Linked DNA regions of Mus musculus: region 1 is linked to region 2. Evidence: chromatin contacts called from public HiChIP or PLAC-seq data. All regions are on one chromosome and are shown on one strand. Each heading gives the region's core, a stretch centred on a gene start, on an enhancer-like site or on the middle of the called end of the contact. The rest is flanking DNA. Distances are from core to core; before and after follow the strand shown.

The links. HiChIP or PLAC-seq counts read pairs in DNA pulled down with a chosen protein or histone mark.
Region 1: a contact with region 2 is called in an H3K27ac HiChIP or PLAC-seq map of embryonic fibroblasts, with 17 read pairs. The contact joins two enhancer-like sites. A contact is called at or near these places in 1 of 15 datasets of contacts at CTCF or cohesin (the NIH/3T3 cell line), 6 of 484 Hi-C or Micro-C datasets (the C2C12 cell line, CD8 T cells, the MC3T3-E1 cell line and 3 more), 14 of 115 datasets of contacts at active chromatin or transcription factors (the 230-238 cell line, CD8 T cells, the NIH/3T3 cell line and 11 more) and 1 of 9 other capture datasets (embryonic stem cells).

What each region holds. Positions count from the first base shown.
Region 1 is chr13:41,506,001-41,512,905 of GRCm38.p6, forward strand. Gm32401 (a long non-coding RNA gene) reads left to right here. Exons shown (of 8, transcript XR_873291.2): 3 at 4,178-4,240; 4 at 6,177-6,905. Among named protein-coding and RNA genes, the nearest start is that of Gm32401, 23 kb to the left of the region's middle. Within about 2 kb of position 5,196, at least 45 of the 459 cell types and tissues checked have an H3K27ac peak or open chromatin away from gene starts, as enhancers often do. A contact at or near this core is called in the C2C12 cell line, the NIH/3T3 cell line and embryonic fibroblasts, where this site is marked.
Region 2 is chr13:41,337,943-41,344,380 of GRCm38.p6, forward strand. It overlaps Nedd9 (neural precursor cell expressed, developmentally down-regulated gene 9), which reads right to left. Exons shown (of 7, transcript NM_017464.5): 2 at 635-1,078. Among named protein-coding and RNA genes, the nearest start is that of Nedd9, 18 kb to the right of the region's middle. Within about 2 kb of position 1,574, at least 127 of the 459 cell types and tissues checked have an H3K27ac peak or open chromatin away from gene starts, as enhancers often do. A contact at or near this core is called in the C2C12 cell line, the NIH/3T3 cell line and embryonic fibroblasts, where this site is marked.

The DNA of each region.
Region 1 (6,905 bases), core at 3,946-6,445, 170 kb after region 2:
CTTAAAGCAACCTTCCTTGCTCTGCCCTTTGGACCACTTTACCACAGAGTGGCTGCTAGGCTGTCTCTTGCTATCCTCACACCGGCCATGTTCCCAAAGGCCTGGGGAGTCTACAAGACATAGCCTGGAGAATGGAGCAAGTCAAGTCTTGCCAGAGAGATGAGCAAAGTGGGAGAGGCGAAGGTCATCACTTACTGAGTACCAACTGTATACACAGCTCTGCCTGGCATCTCCTGCAGAGGTGATCTCAAGGACTCTATACTCTATCTAGATTCCCATGGGATTCTCAGAATTCATAGATGGTCACAGAAAGTGAATACACCTTCCCCAGTGAACTATAGTGATACCTGTCATGTGACAGCTTGTAATGCATCCCAGGGAAAGAACTGATCGTCAGGTTATGAATGCCATGAATTTGCTCATTTAGTCACTGAAGCAAATATTTATCATATAGCTAATAATTGCCAAAAGATATGTAAGCATCAGCAGTTAGGGGACCATCAGGACAAAGTCCAATGCAGTAGTTGTCTGAAGAGTTCTATCCATTCAGGTAAGGCCTGATTCTTTATTATGCCACAGGAAAGCATTTCAATAGGCTAAAGAGATGGCTCAAGGCTTGCCACCGTTTCAGAGGACCAGAGTTCAGTCTTTAGCACCTACATTAGGTAGTGCACGACAGCTTGTAACTCCATCCCAGGACATCCAAGACCCTCTCCTGGCCTCCTCAAGCATCTGTACTTGAGTGCGTACAGATGCCCCCTCTCCACTATGTAAAATAAAAAGATAAAGTTTAGGATACGGCAAAGAGGATCAAAGTCAGTGAATTCATCAAGTATTTAGACCGAGAGTCATGTAAAAAGAGGACAGTGAGCAAGTCCTGGATGTGAGCATGGGTTTCTCCACAGAATTGTGCTTGAGTGTCTACAGCAGCTATGTTTACGACCCTGTGGTTTTCTATATTACATTGCTCATGGAATATAATTTACAACAAGGTTGAGAGATTACGCTAAGCTTAACGTTAAGTAAGATTTTAAAATTAAGCAAATACATACCCTATTATCTGATTTACTGATTTTTCTTACCTAAGAATTTTCTTTTGTAAGCCAAATTGCAAGGCAGTTCTATGAGGTGCAGTGTTTAGGTTTAGGGATGAGACAAGTGAGCTGATATGGTAACAGTCAAGGTCACGACTGTCCTGGGCCTAGATGAGGATAGACCATTTGTTGCTTTTAACATCCTGGTCTGTCAGCTGCTTCGGCTCTCAGTTGTGTCTCTGTGTCTCTTAATGCCCCACTGAGAGCAGAGGTGAGCTAGATTCCAGGCCAGAGGCTTCTTTTTCACACACCCCCCCTTGATTTTCCCTCTCTTTCTATCCTACCCCAGCATGACCAGAGGAGATGGGCCTTTTGCATTGTCAACTTGACGTCATTTCTTCAGGGCAAGAACTGCTTCTCTCCCTAAACAGCACAGCTCATAAAACTGCCTTACAATTTGCGAATAAAGGAATAAACCCATAAAAGACCTATGATGAGGGTCCAGAGGGATGGTTCAGTTGGTAAAAATGCTTGCTGCACATGCCCAGTGACATGAACTTGATCCCTGGATCCCAAATAAAGGTGGATAAAGAGAACTGATGTCACAAGAATGTCCTCTGATCACACGGAGGGCATGCCCACCCAGGTGTGCACACCACAGATACATAGCAATACACATACATGTTCTCGCGCGCGCGCGCGCGCGCGCGCACACACACACACACACACACACACACACACGAGAGAGAGAGAGAGAGAGAGAGAGAGAGAGGGAGAGAGAAAGAGAGAGAGAGAGATTGAGAATAAAGTGGGATTACCACTTATTCAGTGCTAGTTGAGCATTTATCAAGTGCCGGGTACTGAGTCAAACTGACCAGATGCAGCCCTTGCTCTTTCTTTTTTTTTCCCTTTTTTTAAATTGGATATTTTATTTATTTACATTTCAAATGTTATCCCCTTGCCTGGTTTCCTCTCCGCAAACCCCCTATCCCATCCCCCTCCCCCTGCTTCTATGAGGGTGCTCCCCCACCCACCTACTCTCTCCTCACCACCTTGGCATTCCCCTATACTGAGGCATCGAGCCTTCACAGGACCAAGGGCTTCTCCTCTCATTGATGCCTGACAAGCCCATCGTCTGCTACATATGCAGCTGGAGCCATGAGTTCCTCCATGTGTACTCTTTGGTTGGTGGTTTAGTCCCTGGGAGCTCCGAGGGGTCTGGTTGGTTGATCTTTATGATCCACTCCATAAAAAGTTAGCATGTCCTGAAGAGCACTGAGACACAGTGAACTCTAGGAGAGTTCACAACATGTGTTTGCCCGAGTCTTGTGAAGACCTGGTTGCTCCAAAAAAGTCTGAAAAGCTGAAGGATTGAAGTATTTGAAAGGTTTCAAGTAAGAGGAAAGAATAGAGTATGGAAAAAAAAAACCACAATCCAAAAACCAACCAACAAACAACACCCAAGATTGGATATGAGGGGTGAAGTCAGAGGGCAGTGCTTATCCAAAGCTTTTCCAAGATTTTTTAAGTAGGAACAAAGTAGAGTGTATTTTAAGTTTTAAAAAATCATTCTATTTTAAGGAGAGAGAATATGAAGAGCGCAGGAGTAGACAATATGAGACAAAAGGACATTACTGCTGACAGAGATAGGATGGCGACCATTTGAATTATGAAGGTGACACTAAAGGCAGAAGTATGGAAGTGGGCAGGTAAACCTGTCCCAAGAATAAAAATGGGGGCTGTAATAATTGGTCAATGGGTGGGGTGAGTGGTAACAGTAGGGAGAACTGAGGAGTTTTGGTTTTTGTTGTTGTTGTTGTTGTTGTTTTGGTTTTTGTTTGTTTTTGACAGAACAATTTCATTGTTATTTTCCGAGATTACAGGATCTAGAATAGAATCATTGTAAAGCCCTATGAACGGTGTTAACTAAGCACGGTAATGGTGTTCAGTGTTATCTTGTCCATAAACTCAGTGCAGTGTGCACTGAGAAACCCAGTCAGTTTTTCCAGGATCTCCCGACATGTCCAACTCTCTTATCACCCCTATTTTACTTTCAAAATGGTTGCATTTTAGTTTCCACATTTGAGAAGACACGTGGTACTTGTGCTGGGTCTGGCTTCTTTCACTTGCCGAAGTGTCTTCTAGTTCTGCCCCATGAACAACAATACTTCATTCTTTGTGGGTGCATACAACTCTTCTCTCTCTGTCTCTGTCTCTGTCTCTGTCTCTGTCTCTGTCTCTGTCTCTGTCTCTGTCTCTCTCTCTCTCTCTCTCTCTCTGTGTGTGTGTGTGTGTGTGTGTGTGTTTTACATTTTCTTCATCTATCTATCTGTTGGTGGCACCTGGCTGATTCTGAATCTTAGGTATTCTGACTAGTGCTGTCCTGAACATGGGCACAAGTGCATTTCTTTGATACATTAATGTCATTTTTTTAATATACACCCAGAAGAAGAATAAATACACATTATGTTGGAACAATGCCCAAGTCACTGGAAGAAAACCATCTTGATTAGAGAATATTCTGCTGTAGATGACTGTCTCCCAATCTCTCTCTCTCTCTCTCTCTCTCTCTCTCTCTCTCTCTCTCTCTCCTTCCCTTCCTCCCCCTCCCTCCCTCTCTCTGTGTATGTACATGCTGTGAATTGAACTTAGGTCCTTGCAAGCACTTTGTCACTGAGTTGTATGCCCAGCTCCATTGTACCCTTTTGACACATGGGTTTCCTATGTGGCTTAGGCTGTCTGGAACTGACTATAGATATTAAATGGTTTAGTATTCACAGCCATCTCTATTAGCCTCTCTGAGAGTGAAAGCACATGTGTGTGTGCCACCACACCAGGTGCGGGTGTGTCTTAAAGAAGTGATGATCAAGGCATAGAGTGTTCAGGAGAGGAAAAGGACAATGGGAACTGGAACTCAGCCAGTGGATGGGCATAAAGATCTTCAGTGACGAGAAGGATCAGAAGCCAGTTGAAGTGAGCAGACAAGGAAACGGGGGTAAGGAAACCTAAATAGAACGATTCTTCTTAGAATTGTACAAATAGATGGAGACAGTAGAAAGACTCTCAGGGACTGCTCATGATTTTCTGCTTTTTGTTCTGGTTTAAGAAGGGGGCTAAAAATGATATCTAAAAATCTATTACAGAACAGAGAATGAATCAGCTTGCTACACAGATGGATAAGGTGTCCCCCAAGATGTTCTTGATGAGTAAGTAAACCTTTCCAGGAGATGGTCACACAGCAAAGGAAGATGTCAGCAGAGAAACAATGGCGTCTTCACTCAATATCACCACTGCCTTATTCCAGAGAAAGAAGCTCCCATGCAAGACCTTGCTATCCCTTCTCTGTATGCAGTGTCTTCGGAGGAGATCTGCCCATTGTGATATAGGATCCTTAGCTAATCTGTTGAGATACTCCCCTAAATGAACAAACAGAGATGCTCCTGTAATGTCGACTTATAATGGATTTTTTTTCATTGATTATGAGATTAGAGTCTCAGCCCAAATTGGCCCATTTAGAAAAACAACAATAAAGAATTTTTGAATTCTTCTGTTTTTGGAGTTCATGGGCATCCAATGTATGCATTTCATATGACTTTTATCATTAAAGTAGTAGACTTGGTAAAGGATTGGTGCCCTAGAAAGACCGCTTTGTATATCTAATATTTCTTGTTGGCTATATGCAGACACTCTGAGCAAGGATGAAAGCCAGGGTGTGGCCAATCTCCTAGTCTCTCCATTTGCCACTTTGCTGCCATCCTCCCAGACACAGGGAAGCATCAGTATTAGGCAGAAGAGAGCCTGGCTGGAGCTGGGGAGGGGGAGGGGAGGGCTGGAAACGGGGGAGGAGGGGATGCAAGGAGAGGAACAGAGGTCAGGTCAGTACTTGAAGGGCAGTGTAAATGAATGAATTAATCTTCATGAATGGTCCCGAGTCTATGAGAATTAAGTAGCTGTATTAGGAGCTTCAGCATGTTAGACCCTCACAGCTATCTTTCATACAGACTTGGTGTGGATTTTCTTTATAAAAGAGTAAAAGATATAAAGACCCCATAAAACTTCCTGGAAGAAAAGAAGCCACACACATTAATTGGATTCTTGGCAGAGGACTGAAAAAATGTCCCAGAACTGATGAAACGAGTTATTTTTAGACAAGTCCGCTCTAAAATATGTTGGCTCCTCTCTGAGTGAGTTCACAGAGCATGCCACAAACTGTCTTGGCCTGGTCCATTTGGGGTGGGGATTAAAAAAAAACCCTCTTCCATTTTTCCTTTTTATTGTGCAGTAAAATAAAATGAGCAGTCTCTGGGTGCCGTCTGGGGAGCATTCCTCCTTGGAAAGCTCTTCTGTCAGCTTCTCTCTACATTCTTGCCTTCGTGTGAGCTCTTTGCTCTGCTCTTACAGCCCGAAGCCATTAATAGATAGCTGTGCTTCCCACCATTCATTTAGCTTGCAGTTGTACCCATTTTTAACCCATAAACTCACCCTAATGATCCATTGGCTTTATTTCCTACTTGACAACTCTCCATGGGTTGGGTCTTTCTTACATCTATGTTTGTTTTTCCAGGGCTTTATATAGCATTAGTAGGAAGAAGAATCATGTGGGTGGGTAGAGATCTGATCACGTGATAAGAGATCTGCCAGAGATTAGCAGGCCTCACCTTCTTAGTTTTGAAATGGCATTAGTGCAGATAGTCCAGATGGTGCCGGTGGGCATTACCTGCCTGCATGGTCTCAGAGCAAACACAGTAACTGCTTCACGGACACTCTTAATCTCAGGGGCAAATGAGGGAAACGGGGCTTTGGGAGGCCTCGCTTCCCATCCCCCGGTGATTATGGTAGCAAACAACTAGTGACTTAAACTGACTTTTTATCAGATAGGAGAAGTCTTCTATATTGCCAAGGGATTACAGTGGTCTCTTTTGAAATCCCTTGTCGTTAAAATTAACAGAAGTTCAAAGGTTCCTTATGTTCTCGAGCTTTTACCGCTGAGACTTAAGTGTATCCTGTAGATATATATTTGCGCACATATATAATGTGCACCAATCTATAGCATATATAAATTGTATTGTGTATTTCCTGGAAAAGCAAGTTTCAGGGTTTTTTTGTTTTTTTTTTTGTTTGTTTTTGTTTTTGTTTTTTCAGGAAAGCATGTGCGTCTCCCCTATACTTTGCTAACAGTATCTCTACGGAACAATACTTTGCTGACAGTATCTGTATGGAACATTGGGAAGCTAATTCAAACAGGAATCCTCAGGGTGCTTCTTCGTGTTTCCAAGGGCCTCTCATTTACCATAAGAGTTAAAATAGCCTTGGTAAATATACAGCTTGCAATTGTTTTATTATGTTTATCTATTGCTGGGCGGGGGAGGTACACGTGGCCACCATGTGCATGTGTGAACTTCTGAAGACAACTTTTAGGAGTTGATTTTTCCCCCCTTCTCCCCCATGGGTTACAGGGATCAAGCCCCGGTCATCAGGCTTGGCAATGTCTCCACTTGCTCAACCATCTTGACATCCCCAAACATCCCTTGTTTCCAAGGTCAGGAAAATCTGGAGGCAGTCTGAATGCATAAACTCTCTTCCTCCCTAAATCATTCATTCTCATAAAGCTGTCAGAGGGCACAATCAATTGAATCTAGCATTGAGCTTTAAGCTTGAATCAGGTAAAAACTCACCCACCTTACTGAAACAAGTTGTATACTGTGATTGTTTGCTAGGCAGCAACACTAATGAAGATTTCAGATTTTCTCTCCCATTTATTTAGTGTGTGAGTCTCTCCGTGTGTGCGCATACATCGCAGGCCACTGTGTGGGAGTCAAAGGATAATTTGCTTGCAGTGTTCTCTGCTTCCCCCATGTGTGTTCCAGGAAT
Region 2 (6,438 bases), core at 324-2,823:
TCAATCTTTAAGCCCAAAGCTCTAAGAACAAGCTGGTAGATAGGATGTATTTTCAACCTTTTAATTTCCTCTACTTTCCTTTGATTCTTTGCCCAGCCAGATGACTGATTCATGACTTAGCTTTTGGCCCAGGGAGAAGGATCCACAGTAATGACGGGGGCTACACTACTCAAGGAAGAGGTCGATAAGACTACAAACCATTTACACACAGGATCCAGGTCTAGCAGACTCATCACCTGACTGAAGAGACACGATTGTATGCTCAAACTGGATCCAGAATGAAATACCACTTAGACTGGCTGTTAGTCAATGGTATGTAGGCACATGGTCATTCAACGAAGTTGTGTTGCTGGTATGATAACGCATGCCTGTAATCCCAGCACTCGGGAGTCTGAGGTAAAAGGATCTCAAGTTCAAACACAGCCTGGGATATACACAGTGAGACTCTGTCTCATAATAAAAATTGCTGTTGACGGATTAATGGAAATTTGATGTAATAAAGATGTCTGGGGTAAGCCATTTAGTATGTTTGCTTTGGGGCAATTTCTAAGTATTTTTTTGGGGGGTTGCCTCTATTATTCTAACTACAATGAGTGGCATAAAAGAAAGAACAACATTCTAGTTCATCACTTACCTTTTTGCTTAGAAGGGGTCCATTAGTGCCGCCAATGTTCCTCTGAACTGATGGTGGTACTTGATATACATCTTGTTCTGGAGTGCCATGGCCAGTGGGTACTTGGTAAATTCCCTGATTCTGGTAGGAGGGTGGCACTTGGTAGATGGTATCCCGAGATGCTGCCTGGGAATTTGGCACTTGATAGAGTTTCTGTTGGCCAAAGGTCTGATGCATAGGTCCAGGAGTAGGCTGCTCATGACCGGGGGTCTCTTGCACTGGACCAATCAGAAGCTTCACCCGGTTCCCTGGGACAATGCCTTGGCGACCGTGGAGGGAACACAGCCACCATCCCTCAAGCCCTCCTGTGTTCTGCTCTATGACAGTTAAGATGTCTCCCTTGCGGAAGGCCAGCTCCTCAGCACACTCAGGGACGTTGTCATACAAGGCCCTTGCCATAAGATTCTGGGAAGGGAAGAAGAGAGGAACAGGGTTAGAGTGTTAGGTCTGTCTTTTTAGCACTTATACAACCCACACTTTTAGGGACAGGCACAGTTCCTGGAAATAGAGAAGAAATATGAACACTAGCCTGTCAGAAGGAACTTAGAGGGTTCAGACAAAAGATAGCCACAGCCACACTGTGTCTTCCACCAGTGACATCAGATGGACTCCTCCAAAAAGCACAAAACAGAAGAGATTTCCCTCCAGTGCTGGGTGCTTTGCCAAGGAGCTGGGCTGGCATTGCTAACGAGTTAGGAAGGGGTCACTGGGCAAAGCATTTTTCTAACTTTTCAAAGTCAGCTGGACGGGAAGAATGTTCCAAGCTGTTCAGGCGCCACAGTGAGCTGCCCTCAATACTAAAAAAGAAAAAAGAAAAGAAAAAGCTGCTCATACGCCACAATGCTTCTATATATTCTAGACCCCGCCCCCAAATGAGTCAAAGAAAATTCTAAATGACACATACTACAAACAGAAATTTTATTCATCATTGCAATGTAACTAGAAGTACATACACATAATTGTGCCTTGGCAGAGCCTACCATATCTTTTATGATTAAGGAGGCCTTGGATGCAGGAAGAATCTACGTGCGAAAGCATAGGGATAGGCTACAGTAATCAAGCAGGGACACAGTGTGATAGCAGTCTGTCTAGACAGATCCCACCGTGGAGAGGTACTCGGCAGGAATACATTGGTTCATAGGCTGGGTCTCTCTTGCACCTCTCTGAGGGCCCTTCCTTTCCCAGTAGGCCACCACGTAGTCACCTACTTAAATCTCGCCATTCACATCTGAAAGGCTGTGCCTTCCTTTCATGGACTCAGAACACTCTCTGTCTTTGTATGAAGGCCTGTCTGGCACATTTAGTCCTCGGCAGACAGCTAAAGTAGGCATTGAGCAGAGAGTGGGCAGGCAGTCTGCGCTGACATTCCTGGAAGGCTTTCAAAGGCTCTGAAGATTCTCGGCATACTGGCAGCCAGTCCCGCACGCCTGCCCCTTTCCCAGAGTGCAGACAAGTGGGGGGAACATAGGGAACCCAGCGCAAGCATCGGAAAAACTAAATGTGACCCCTCTCATGTGTCACTCGAGCGTCTGGATGCACTTAATGTCACTGTGGCGAGGAGTCATTTGCGGAGCGAAGGACTGCCGCTTGGCCGGAGTATGCTTGGGACTTTATTTCACACCATCGCATATTTGTGGACTTCGGGGCTGCTTTTCTTTGGACTCTTGCCTCCGCTTTCCTCTCCAGAAATGTGGACTTCATCTTCCAATCTCATGCTTTTCATTTCTTTAAGACGGACATGCATTAATCATCTCCTGCCCCTGGACTCTGCCTGAAACCACAGGCCTCGCAGTGTGAGGCGCACTCTTCTGGGGAGGGGCTGTGTATGAGAGGAGGGGTCTGCTTCTGGTCGCGAGGCTGGAGGAAGTCCAGTTCCACTCACTGCTTTGTGTTTTTTGAAGTGATAATACAAAATTTATTTTGTTTTCATTACATTTTAAATTATTTTAAATTTCTTTCATACTATATATTTTGCTCATATTTTTCCAAGTTTTCTTAGATCCTTCTCATATCACACTACCCAATTAACTTTCCTTCCTCATCCCCCCCCTCCTGCAACCCCCCCCCCCCGAAGCAACAACAAAACCATGGTATATGTTTTCATTGTGTCTTGCCTTGGTCAACTACTCCCAAGTCTTCTTTTTCTTTAAGCATACATACTTTAAAGACATACACTTTAAACATATATATGTATACACACACACACACACACACACACACACACACTTGCTATACTGCCCCGGCAGGCTGGACATAAGAAATCCTCCTGCCTCAGCCTCCTAAGTGCTGGGACTACAGGTACATACCTCTGCAGCTAGCCAATCATCTTTTATCATGAATACCTAATTTTAGGAAGAGAGATTAGAGCCACAAATAGCCGTCCCCCAGGGAACTTAGGATAAAGCTGAAATCACTGGTAGATGCGATCTGTTTGAGATTAGCTAGAAGGGAATTCGGAGCTTTTGTGTTAGGTGAAGGTTTTACTTAGCAGTTGTATACTAGGAAACACTGGATTCCTTCTAACGCTGAAAAACTCACAAATACAACGATAAAGTCAGGCCACATGCTTGCTTAGTTTTTAGAGCCATTAAAGAATGTGCCAGGATGCTTAGATCTCTGTTTCTCCCCATCCTTTGAGTGTTCTATCACTGTAAAAAGGGGTCATAGGTTTAAAGAGGACAAGACTCTGGTCCTTTTTGTATCAAATGACCTCAGGGAAGGGACTCCGTAGGATTCCGATTTCAGAGCTTAGATGGAAGAGCTGACTCTGGTCTGGGCCCATTCAAGAACAGGGGATGGTAGCAAAGGAAGTCCCTACACAGAATCAGAAGTGATCAAGTTGGGGGCAACCCTATGGGACCAGAAGACTGATAGCTATGCAATCAAACAGGCTTCAAAGAAAAGAAAGAGAAGCAAGAGAAGACAGCAGACGGGCAAAGGACTGCAGCTCAATCGACCGCAATCAGCTGGAGGCGTTCGCTGTTGGGCCTCTTCCAGGGTCTGGAACACCGTGAGGTACTGAGTGGAGTGTTGCGCCATGCTTGATTAGACACAGATACAAATCCCCGGGTGAGTCTGCTAGATATGTTTTGTCTTCTGTCCCAGTGACCTTCCCACCGCCTGTTTAGCTGCAGGCTCATGCCTGCACAGGAGCCTAAGGGAAGTTCCTAGGATAGCCCCAGAGTCCCCTCAACCATTCAAAAGTGGGCACATCTGGTGAATTCTCCTGCCTCCTTGCCCACAACATCTCTCCGGTCTTCTCACAACAGACAGAGAAAATGGGATTTAGAAAGAACTTGACCCAGCGGTTGGGGAGCAAGGACCTCACACTGCTCCACCCCCACCCCCAGGCCAGGCTGACATCCATTCATACCCCGGTACACATCAGCCTTGACTAAGTGAGATTGAGTTCTTTAATCTCTATGTTATCTAAAGACAGCTGATGTGCATATAGTTAGTCACTCTCCTATACAGCCCCTGTAGAAAGCCTGTGAGCTCGTGAACCTGTAGTTCTGCTTTGAAGATGAGGACCCAGATCTGGTGAGCTCAAGCCATTGTTTCTTCAAGGGCCACATCTGGGTATCAGAGCTGGAAGGAGAACTTGGGTTTACTGGGTTGACTTCCCTCTCTGGGATGCTAGCTTAGCTTTCAGATCAGTGCCTGGGCTGGGCTCCATTCCAGCATATCAGAAGGTTCTGAGGGTAACCTTACCTTCACCCCATTTTATGGAATAAATGCATCCTTTGGGGTTTGCAGTCCCAAGTGTGTTCTTAGGGCTCTCCTTTTGGATATCCTACCTTCCTCATCCCTAGGGTAAGAACAGAGTTGTGGCTCGGTACAACTGTGAGTTTGTCACAAGAATAAAAATACGTGAATCCAAGTAAAGATATACAGACTGCCAGACACTTAGCAAGCCATTGTGGGCTTTTATTTAATTTTTTTGGGTGGTCCTTGACTTCAGACTTCCTACCTATCTCTCCCTTCTTGGTGCTCAATCAAGAAACAATCCCAGGGCTAGAGAACTCACTCAGTAGTTAAGAACCCTTGTTCCTCTTCCAGAAGACCTGGGTTTGATTCCCAGTTCCCACATGGCAGCTCATAGCCATCTGTAACTCCAGTTCCAGGGGATCCAATGCCCTCTTTTGGCTTCTGATGACACTAGGTATGAAGGCAGTGCAAAGATATACGTGCAGACAGAACTTCCATTACACATGGAAAATAAAAGTAAATTTAGAAAGTCTCAGATAAGAGGTGTGGCTTCTGTATGTTTACCTGGTGAGAGGTCAAGGGTCCAGTAAAAAAGATAAAAGACAGAACATAGGGCTCTATCTCCAAAGGACAGTAAGTCATGAGGAGGCCAATCAAGAGTTAATTCCTGCTGCAAAAGTGTGTGTGTGCTGGGGGAGGGGATTGGAAGGTGGTGGGGGTGGTGGGGGATTGGGAGGTGGTCTCTCCTTTATAGGAAAGCTGTGATTCCCTGAGGCCCCAAAGTCAGAAGCTCTTATCTGAACATCTAAGAAAACACAGGGAGAGGCTAGAAGTTGTCTATTCAAGATCTACTCTTTCTCAACCCCCAGCCCCTTGGATATTTATCTCTAGGGGGAGGGAAAGCCAACACAGAAACAAATCAAGGAGAGATAAGTGAGCAAGCTGGGTAACTCTACACCCAGCTGGATGCCAAGCTGCTGCAGATTGGCAGTTACAAAGGCAGAAAGTCGGGTTGGTGCAGGGTGCACAACTTGAAAGCCAGAAGGATCTTCAAGGAGTTAAGAGTCCACCTCTTCCACTTGACAACTAAGAGAAGGGAGGTTCAAAAAGTTAATGATTTGTAAAGTCACCTGGTAAGAAGACTTTAGGACTGGGGTGGGGGTGGGGGTGGGGGTGGGGTGGGGAGAGTTAGGGCCTCCAGTTTCCAGGCTCCTGGGAGGAGGGACAATATTCCGAGGCCACACTTGTGATCCTCATTTTGGCTAAAGGACTATTGAGATAGTGGACCCTAAGAAATTGGTATTTCCCCCAGGAATCTCATGCTGAGGGGAGGGAAGTACACCCCCTGGTGCCAGTCAGAGGAGGAACTTGCCTCCCGGGTAGAGATTTCACAAGGTTACCAAGTTGTCAGACTGTCATGCAGGAGAGACTGGGGACAGACCATGATGGTGCAGTTGATAGAAAGGGCCCCAACAGGGTAGACTCTGTTTACATTTCAGCTCCATGCCAGTGCTCTAGAAGAGGGCCTTGGGGCTCACTGGACCCTTCTGTTGTTCTTTTCTCCAGTGTGGCCATGTTGAATAAATCTCCTCTCTCCACGTTTCACTAACTCTACCTGCCTCCTTTTTCTATTTCCAAACTGTGAGCCCAGTGTCTGAAATAAAACTCACACCCATTCTCTGATAAGTTGAAGGGACTTTTGACCTCCTTATCTCTGGTTCTCTGCAGGAAGAGTGGAAATGTTTTTCTTGAGAATTGAGCAATTACTTAGCTCTTGAATTGGTGGAGGGAAGACAGGTGGCTGACCCTAGCTTGCTCAGGCTGTCGGGGCTCAGGGCTTCTGCCCTAAAAACTCTAGTAATAGTGACTCTAATGGAGATTGGATATCAGGGTTTATAAATCCCATCCAAAAGGGACCCTGTTTGTCATTCCCACCTCACGTTTCCCAGAAATCCACTTCATTTGGCTTCCATGCTTCCAAGACCCGGCTCCCTGGTTCTTCCTCTCCTCTAGACCTCTCAATCTCCTTTTCCATCAATAGACCATTTCCCCTTCGC